Regions from separate parts of the Mus musculus genome. Here region 1 is linked to region 2. A link is a contact called in public promoter capture Hi-C data. All regions are on one chromosome and are shown on one strand. The core of a region is the stretch at or near the end of the contact, and the rest is flanking DNA. Distances in the headings are between cores, read along the strand shown.

Region 1 (4,594 bases), core at 1,443-3,942, 200 kb before region 2:
AGGGCACTTTCTTAATTAGTGATGGATGGGGGAGGGTATAGCCCATTGGTGGTTGTGGGCGGTATCCATGGCCTGGTGGTTCTGGCTTTTGTGAGAAAACAGGCTGAACAAGCCATGAGGAGCAAGCCAGTAAGCAGTAGTACCCTTCCATGGCCTCTGCATCAGCTCCTGCCTACAGGTTCCTGCGCTGTTTCAATTCCTGTCCTGACTTCTTACAGTGATGGACTAAGATGCGGAGCTGCAAGTCAAACAAATTCTTCCCTCCTCCCGTTGCTTTTGGTCATGGTGTTTTGTCAGTGCAATTATAATTCTAGCTAGGACAGAAATTGGTACCAGGATAGTGTGTGTGATAGACCTGAGCATGTTGTTTTGGGGAGGATTGTGGAAGGACTCTGGAACTTTGAACTAGAAGTCATTACGTTTTCAAAGCTTAGTGAGCTATTCTGTGGGACATAAAATTGTTGAGAGAAATGCAGAGGATGGAGGCCTGGCTTGTGAAGTTCTGGAAGGAAGTTTGAGAGTCACTCGAAGACTCTACTGGGGTCATTTCATATTTGGAGTTAAGAATTTATGGTCCTGATTAGCTAGTGCTGAAAAGTCAGTTCTGATTAACAAAAGACCAGAACCACTAAAGTGAAACCTTTGCTTTGACAGCAAAACTGGAGCTTTGAAATTGATGCTGGAGCTGAGAAATGAGTGTTGTTTGGGAAGAGACCAGCATCCCTGAGGTGAAATCTTCTGGGAGGTGTTTCCTCAGTTAGCACTCAGAAGCTGTGCTACAGAGATAGCTAAGGCTGCACTGTGCTGACAGCGGAACTTGATCAAGCATAAGTCTTCCAGGTGCTGCTGGTTTTAAAGGTACGAATGGGTCATAGAGAGTAGCTGAGACTTGACATTGTCAGAAGCCAAGAGAGGCAGGCTCTTGGTAAAGGGTCATGGATTACATTTAATGCCCCAGGATTAAAGGGGCCATGCAGAAAAGCAGAAGTTTGGCACCATGAGGAGATCCCAGAAGAGGCTACTAATAGAAGTCCAGCTCAGCTGCAGCAGAGACCCAGCATTTTGGAGATAACCAGTACCACGGGAGGGCCACCAAGAACAGCAGCAGCAGGAGGTGGTGCTTACCAGAGCTTAGAAGACAAGCTGTGTGGGCTGTAGAGGGCAGAGCTGGAGAAGTGACTCAAGCCCCTTAGAGGAGCCCAGAAGGTCATGATTAACCCTAGATATTGGACATTGAGTTATTTACTCTGATGGAGTGTGGGTTTGATTTGATTGTAACTGTACCCTGGTTCTTCACTTTTCTTTCTTTCTTAGAATTCCAGAAGGTGCCTAGGGGCTCCACTCCCTTCCTCCACTAAGGTTATTCATAGCAATACTTGCCCTTGGTATAGCATCTGACTCAGACACACTGTGTGTGAAACCATCACTCCTCAGCAATCTCTTAGGCAATCTACAGCAGTTGCTTCATATACATACATATCTAGATATCTAGATAGATATCTAGATAGATATCTAGATATCTAGATAGATAGATAGATAGATAGATAGATAGATAGATAGATAGATAGATAGATAGATAGGCAGGACCCAAGGCATCCCTGGAAATTATTCATTGGCTTCGATTAGGGAAGAGAGTTAAACCTAGCAATAAGAGTAGGTTAACCAAGCTCTTTGTTTGTTTGTTTTTTCCAGACAGGGTTTCTCTGTGTATCCCTGGCTGTCCTGGAACTCACTCTGTAGACCAGGCTGGCCTCGAACTCAGAAATCCACCTGCCTCTGTCTCCCGAGTGCTGGTATTAAAGGTGTGCGCCACCACTGCCCAGCAACCAAGCTCTTTTTTTTTTTTTCAGCTTTGTGCATTATGCCTTGAAGAGGGGAAGAAAACAAACTTAAGATGGCATTTCAGAATTCTTTAAAGTCTTCCATTGAAAAAGCAAATTGCCCTGGTAGCTATGGGTCATGCGTAACTTCAACCATAAGTTGAGAACCATTGCTTACAAGCCAGGTATGGTGGCCCATGCCTTTAATCCCATCACTCTTGAGGCAAAAGCAAGAGTTCACTAGTAGAGTTCAAGTACTAGTTTAATGCCTTCCAGGCCACCCAAAGCTATACATACTGAGACCCCAAGGAAGGGGAGAATGGGAGAGCGAGAGGGAGAAGGAGAGCGAGAGTGAGCGAGAGAGAGAGAGAGAGAGAGAGAGAGAGAGAGAGAGAGAGAGAGAGAGAGAACAGGTTGGGGTGTAAGTGTTTTCAGATTCATGAGAGCCACTAGAAGTAGGGCCAACCAATCTGCCCACCCAAACACCACCAGTCTTCCAGGTTTGGTCCTTACTCTTTTATCTCCTCCTAGCTGGAGTTCAAAGCCAGGAATCCCCCTGTCTTGCTGTCTCCCTCAAATATTAGTAGGGAGAGGGCGCGCAGTTCCTCTCCCTAGCTTCTACGAAACGCTTCCAAGGCCTGGCAGGCACAAGTCACTTGGGTAAGACCTGGGACATGTCCTGGGGCCGGCCTTCCTACCTGCTTCTGCTCCTCGTTTAGCCCGTTGATATCATCGTCCACAGGCAATATCGAGTGGGCCCGCCGCGGGACAGCGAGGGGCGACGGTGATGGCCGCAGTCTCCAACTGGAAACTCGCCGTCCCAGCAGCCGGATTGCAGTCGCCATCTCTGCGGTGCACCAGGAGCTTGGACTGGTTTAGCTTACGCTCCACCAATCCTAGTTTCAACACTTTGTCCAATCAGGGAGGGGGTGGGGCTTCAGTAGCCAATCGTTCTCGGAAGCCAGCCGAAGGCCTTGCTGCCCTTGCAACCATGCAAGCCAATCAGCCGAGAGGCGGCAGCCAGCCCTGGCTCCTGTGCTGGCTACCTCCCGTACTTGTTTCCTAAGTGTCTTTCTTGCATACAAGAAAGTATAGTAGTATCTCGTGTTAAGATTTTAATCTTGAACGGCACAAGACTATCTTTGTGGGAAAGCAAGTACTCCAACGCAGATGCCTAATGTGGAGGGATAAACTGTCCAAACAGATCTGGAGGTGTGAAGGTCTGTTAAAGAATCTTTTGTTCTAGAGTCCCCACTGACTGAAAACAGCAAAATTTGCTTTGTTATGTAATAGGTTTTGGTTCCTCCTTAAGCGAAAGAGGTTGCCCAGGATTCTCTGCCCTCGGATTCTGTAAGAACGTTTTCTTATTGGGGTGACAGGGCAGGAAGAGAAGAATGGTGTTTGGGGTTCCCTGAAAAAAATCACTTGAGTGAAGATTCTGCAAACTAATTAGAACTTTGTGATTGTGGGTGTTGGGCTGTTGCAGATTCACAGCCAAAATTATATTTGAGTATCTTTAGTTCCTTTAAGTAGCCGTTTATCTCCAACCCACCTAACTGACCCAGTATTCTTGACCATCAGGTAGGAAATTTTATTTTAAATTAGTTCACTAATCAGAGACAGGATCTCTATGTAGCCCTGGCTGTCCTGGAACTTTTTGACTTTGAACTCAAAAGAGATCTGCCTGCCTCTCTCTTACGAGTGCTTCCACTACAAGTGGATAACACCCACCTGGAATTTATTCATTTAGCAGACTACTAACTTGTACAAACCAAGAACATCTTGTATGTCATCTAAGTATGTCATCAGATAATATCAGAGATTTCCCTGGAGTAACTCACCGACCAGTGTTGGCACAAGGTCTTTGGTAAGTACAGTCTTTGGTTTTGTGGCTAAGAACATATCCTGTAGCTATTCCACACTGGAGTACGTCATTAAGGGCAACCCGAATTTTGCTCATGTCATGGTTATTCGTATTGGCTTAAAATAAACTTAGTGCCTTTGAGGGGAGATCTGTCTTTTGTGTCCAGAAGAAGAAAGACTGACAGGAGCCAGGCTCTTATCTCTTAATCCCCTTTCCACTTCTGTCCAGGAAGGGGGCTTTGAACACATTGCTTGGATCCTTGCTGTGTCTTTTATCACCTGAAAATGAGAACAGTGTTCCCCACTACAATGTCATCATGAGGCATATTCACTGGGCAGGGGGTACAGTGCGATGTAAGGCATCCACTTGAGTACCCAAGGCTTTGGTTCAACCCCAGCAATCAAAATTATAATAAAAATGATTGCATACTTAATTATATGGCATAGCACTCAGAGCCACATGCTCATTTTTAGTTGTCCCTACCACATCTGACTTTTCCTACCTGGTCTCACATTCTAATTTAGCCCCTCCCACAACTGGAAAGAGCTGCATTCTGAGCCCTCCCTAAAGATAGGTCAAAAACCAATCACAGAGCAGCTTCTACACCTATAATCTCAGCCTTTGGAAAACCGAGGCAGGAGGATTGGAGTTCAAAGCCAGCCTGGGCTACAAGAGACCAGTAAAAGCATAAAAATGAAAACACACAAAATCACATTCCTCTTATTTCTACTCTGGTTGAAGTGACTTCTTTAGATATTTTGAGATTGTCCTAGATCTCTTGAGAGACAAGAGAATGGGTGTAATGAAGGGTTTTACAGCTAAGGCTGCTCTGTCTCTCCTCAGCCTCCCCTCTACAGAATGAGGGAACCTTGAGTCTTCGTTACTGACCTCCGTGTGGGATGTGAAGCGT
Region 2 (4,843 bases), core at 1,087-3,586:
ACTACATAGAGTAGGCTGTACCCCACTGGCCTGCACCTTCCCTGTGTCTGGCAAATCTCAAATGTACCCAGTGTATGTGGGTGGGGGAGGGGTCACCAGAAAGGTTATGCAGTTCCTATGCCCTGCAGGGCTCAGAGTTTCCACCCAAGTCAAATACTTCTTGAAGGGTTCATTTTTGGTGCCAAATCCCTTGGTGCCCTTGTCATGCGAGTTCCCAGGCTTATCACCAGAAAAAAAAAATGTAGGTAAAAATGCCCACAGAGCGGGGCCCTTCTTAACCCAAAGACCAACCCCCAATCCTAACTAGGTGAGCTCCCAAGCCCACCCTGGGAACTCAGTTTTCATCAGAACCAACTTAGGGAAAGACACCCCTGTCTCCCCGGAAGGAATGCAACATTTTCTGACCTTGGCATTCTACACCAGTGGCTACACTGCACTAACCTTGCTCCCTGGGGCATGGACTTGAGTTCCTGGGGCCTGATGAAGCCCACCAGCCCAGAATCCTGAGCAGAAGTGGTAAGCCCAAGCAAGACTAAGGGTAGCACTAGCTTGCCCCCAGGCAGGCCCCTGGCCCTGGCCTCATGCTGACTTTCAGAGTCAGAGTCTGCCAGGTTAAGTTCAGGGAAAGGGCACCAGTGGGGGCTGGAGCCCAGTAGGCAGAGGACGCACCATAAATATTTGCAGAATGACTACATGAGGGGCAGGTGAGAAGGGCTTCTTGGAAGAAGTGCTGGTGGCCCTCGCTTGGTCTGGCAGGAGCAGGAAGCAAAGGCAGGGACTGTAGAAACAAGCCCAGAGCCAGAAACTGGTTTCCACCGAGCTGTTTCAAAATCTACCTGAAGAGGGGGTGGCCAACAGTCAGGTCACCTCAGGGATCCTTAGTCCAAGAGCTCACAGTTTTTGGTTTTTTGGTTTTTTTGTTTGTTTTTTTTTTTTTGTGAACACGGAGTTAGCTTCTCTGGCCTAGGTGAGGAGTGGCCTCAATAAATGGATACCCTGTCCCCAGCTCAAGAATCCAGAACCTGCTGCCACAGTGGAGACCTTACCTTGGCACTCCTTCTGGGCAGCTGGGCCTCACCCTCTCCCACTGTAGGCTGGTGCTTGTCTGGAGCCCAGAAGCTTGGTGCTACCTTTAGGCAAAAAAAAAAAAAGAAAGAAAAAGAAAGACCCCGGTGATTTTCTCTTTCAGCCGCTTTTCCCCAGAAGGTCCCTGATTGGTGTCATCTCATCTCTGTGGGCACAACCTCCCTGCCTGCGGCAGCTTACTCACCAATGTGCCTAAAAGCCTGCCAGTTGTGTGGAGGAGGTAGGGGGCCCACACCCCTCTGCCTGTCACACATAGGGGCATGCCTGAAAGGGGGTTTCAGGGTGGCCCCCAGCCGAGCCCCGGCCTGTAGCCTGCTCATTGGATGTGTCTTTGAGCTCAGCAGGGACACACATAGGAGCTGAACAGCTCTGCCTGGGAGAGTGATAAGATCCTTGTTAGAAAGGTGTTCTCTGGGCACTCAGGGCTGTCAGGAAGACAAGAGATGAACCTGCACACCCATGCCTATTAGTTTAGTTCCTAACACTTGGCCAGGCCTCAGGACCACGTCCTACCTTGGCATCTGGCCACGTCTCTGTCCTGTGGTCCCAGCCAGGGCTTGGGCCTGCCCGAGCAGGCAGCTGTCCTTCTGTCTGCTCAGGCCACGTGTTTGCTGTCCCTTCTCCCCAACATGCACTCAAGACTAGGCTGGCCCAGCATCGATCAGAATCAACCCCTGTCAGGTCCCCATCCCAGCTCTCTGCTGACCAGCGGCTGTCCTCAGATCTGGCTGGGCGCATACGCACTGTGACACACCCTCACCCTCTCACACACGTGGGTCCACACCCAGTACAGAGCCACCTACCTGCACAGGCCTGCCTATGCCAATCCAGTCTTGCTCTCCAAATACCAGTGACCCTGGAAGCCACACGTTTCCTTTTACAGAAAGATCCCCTTGAGAGGTGAGCGCAAAGGCAGCCCAGAAGGACTCCAGTCGGTGTGGACTAGACTCCCCTTCTCTCCCAGAACCTTCAGAGGACACACGGGCAGCCCGAACACCATGTCTGCTATTGTATTCTGCCAGCCGAGGTCTCTCCATGGGCACCTCTGGCTCCCTCCGTGCCTTCCATGTCCTTAGGGGGTAGTGGCAGCTTCCGGGCGAGTTCCATTTTCCTCCAAGCCGAGGTAGGGCGGGGAGAGTTAGAAGGGGCGGGCCTCAGGGACACCTCCAAGTTTTCAGCTCCCCAAATAATCAGATGCAAAGGGGGAAGGAAGAAAAGCCAGGGTGGGTGGGTGACTCAGTGGCGGTGGGCCGGCTTAGTCACCTGGATGGCTGCTTGCTGCTCCCGGCATGTCAGGAACCGAGCAGTGCCCTCCCCCCACCTGCTGTGGTCTGCCGCTGCTGTCAGGAAGAGCTGGCCGTGGAGCCCCCGGTGTGTTCAAGCTGCGGAGCAAGCGACAACCGCTCCCGCCTTCCTCTGGTCAATCGATCAGGGCCCGGCAGCCCCGGCCGCGGCGCACCCCTCCTCCACCGTGCACCCCAGCTCACTTTGGGATTTCTCCATTAGAATCTCAGGCAGCGACCTGCTCCTGTAGGGCGCGAGCAGCTCCAACGTTGCCTGGCAATTTTGATATCGTCGGGGGTTGCCATGGGGAGGAGGGTGATGTCATTGACACAAAAAAACCCACTGAATTTACAAATCAGCTGGGGCTGGAGCTATTTATAAAAAAACACGTTTCTTACTGCTTTCCTTTGCTGAGGGGGAGGAGGGAGAGAAAAGACTGAGGGGTGGGATTCAGAGGAGCCTACTGTAGTTCACCTCACCGTTGTTCCCCAGAAACCAGACCTTCTTGGCTCACAGCCAAGCCTAACCCCCTTCCCATCCGCGCCCCAGGTTTGCAGCTGTGGGTCTCAGCCCTGGCAGGCGTGGCCACACCTGGGCTGCACGTTCTCATCTGGTTTTGTCCTAAAGGGCAAAAAGGGTGAGGATGGAGGGTGGGGTACTCAGCTCTGTGGGTACCATCTTTCTGTTCTCCCCTGCTCCAGCATCGCCCCTCCCACAACTAGAAACAGTTGCATGGGAGGAAAGGAGACTCAGGATGCCCACCTGCTGGTTCCCTGAAGAGCACTCCGTAAGCATGGCCCCTCCCTCACTGTCTTGAGCCTCCTGCCTCCTTCACTGGTCATTTTCTCTCATGTCCATCTGGGAAGTGCCCAAATTCCCGTCTTAGCCAATTGTTTGCCTTTTCCCTTTTCCCAGGCATCATTCCATAATCTCTCTGTGGCTTCCTCTAAACTCTGCTGAAGGCTGACCTCAAACCTATGTGGTAGCTGCCCCATTGTGAACAGTCCAGCCCACACTGCCCACCACGTGTTCCTAGACCCACAAGTACTGCCACGAGAAAGCTAGAAGTCTTCTGATTCTAACTACCCAAGGGGGCACTAAAGTATTCACATCACTTTTGAACATTCATTCTTAAAATGTGGCTAACTCCCTGAGCTCTGAATTTTCAGTCTTGAGCTCACATCTCAGCTCTATTGTTCACTAATTGAGTGACTCTGGCCTGCTGTTTAATCAACTGAACCTCAGTGTCATCATCTATAAAATGGAAACAATTTCACCTGCCTCCCAGGATTATGGGAATTCCGTAGACAAAGCTGCCCGGCCAGGGACTGTCCATCCGAGAGCTTGGTAAACATCAGCATTCTTCTCCGTTGGCCTATGTCATTTATTGCTCATTCTTATCTACCTAGTCACCAAGCTAATCTTCTAAAACCAGGACTCCCAGTCACTGCCTGTGCAAAGGTCTCAGACTGCACACAGGGACAACATCAGTGTCCAACAAGAGGGACATCAAAATCCACATACAAACGTCACTCAGGGGCCAACAGGAAACGTCTTCCCTTGAACTAGGTAGGCAGTTTTAGAGAACTCTGTCTTTCCTTTTTGCCCTTCAAAATAACATCGTGAGGAAACAATTATAAACGGTCCACGTAGGCTCTAAAAGCAGACAGAAGCAAGTTAAGTCAGAAGCAAATTTATGGTGGATCACACCTGTAATTCCAGCACTGGAGGGGGGGGGGCTAAGGTAGGAGGGTTACTGTTAGTTTGAGGATAGCCTAGGCTATGTAAAGCATTCTAGGCCTACATCGAATCTGATATCTCTCTCTCTCTCCATATATATTAGTATTGTTTATGATCAGAAAAAATGGAAGCCATAGAAAGCTCACAAATCGGGGACTGACTAATATCAGATGGTACTTTCTTATGCAGCCAAATAACTGCTGGACCCTGACCAAGGATGGAGTCAGGTCAGCAAGATGGCTCAGTGGGTAAAAGGGCAGCCACTTGAACCCGACAACCTGAGTTAGAACGCTGGAGCCCATGGTGGAGGGAGAGAAGTTGTCCTCTGACCCCCACATGTGCATTTTGGCATTCATGCACATGCATGTGCACACACGCACATACACGTAATGATAAAATAAGAATTAAAATTTGTATCTGTTTCTCTGTGGGGGAAGAATGGCACTGACACCAGAGAGAGATGACGCCACATCCTGCAAGACAATAGAAATCATCTTCTCCAGTTCACTGAAAAGCATAAGCTATTTCTATACCTGTTTCTAACTCTGCTGTCACGTTGAGAGGGGGGTCTGGTGAACCTTCTACTTTCTTTAAAATTTTAACTTTTCCATTATCTGAAATTTTCACTGAACATATTTTTCTACTTTTAAAAATACCTGTTTAAAAATAAGCAAGAAGGGGTGGAAAGATACCTCAATGGTTAAGAGCACCAGCCGCTCTTCCAGAGGACCCA

What was found. Capture Hi-C pulls out chosen DNA fragments and counts their contacts.
Region 1: a promoter capture Hi-C map of adipose tissue shows a contact between it and region 2. The contact joins the promoter of Ivd here to the promoter of Pak6 in region 2. A contact is called at or near these places in 6 of 39 promoter capture datasets (the 3T3-L1 cell line, 3T3-L1-derived adipocytes, liver and 3 more), 1 of 484 Hi-C or Micro-C datasets (stem cell-derived cardiac mesoderm), 9 of 115 datasets of contacts at active chromatin or transcription factors (bone marrow-derived macrophages, effector CD8 T cells, embryonic basal ganglia and 6 more) and 4 of 9 other capture datasets (adipose tissue, liver, macrophages and 1 more).

The regions. Positions count from the first base shown.
Region 1 is chr2:118,860,092-118,864,685 of GRCm38.p6, reverse strand. It overlaps Ivd (isovaleryl coenzyme A dehydrogenase), which reads right to left and starts at 2,692. Exons shown (of 12, transcript NM_019826.4): 1 at 2,519-2,692. The coding sequence starts at 2,665. It overlaps Gm39913 (a long non-coding RNA gene), which reads left to right and starts at 2,832. Exons shown (of 2, transcript XR_866660.2): 1 at 2,832-3,687.
Region 2 is chr2:118,661,070-118,665,912 of GRCm38.p6, reverse strand. It overlaps Pak6 (p21 (RAC1) activated kinase 6), which reads right to left and starts at 2,336. Exons shown (of 11, transcript NM_001033254.3): 1 at 1,890-2,336; 2 at 1,047-1,130.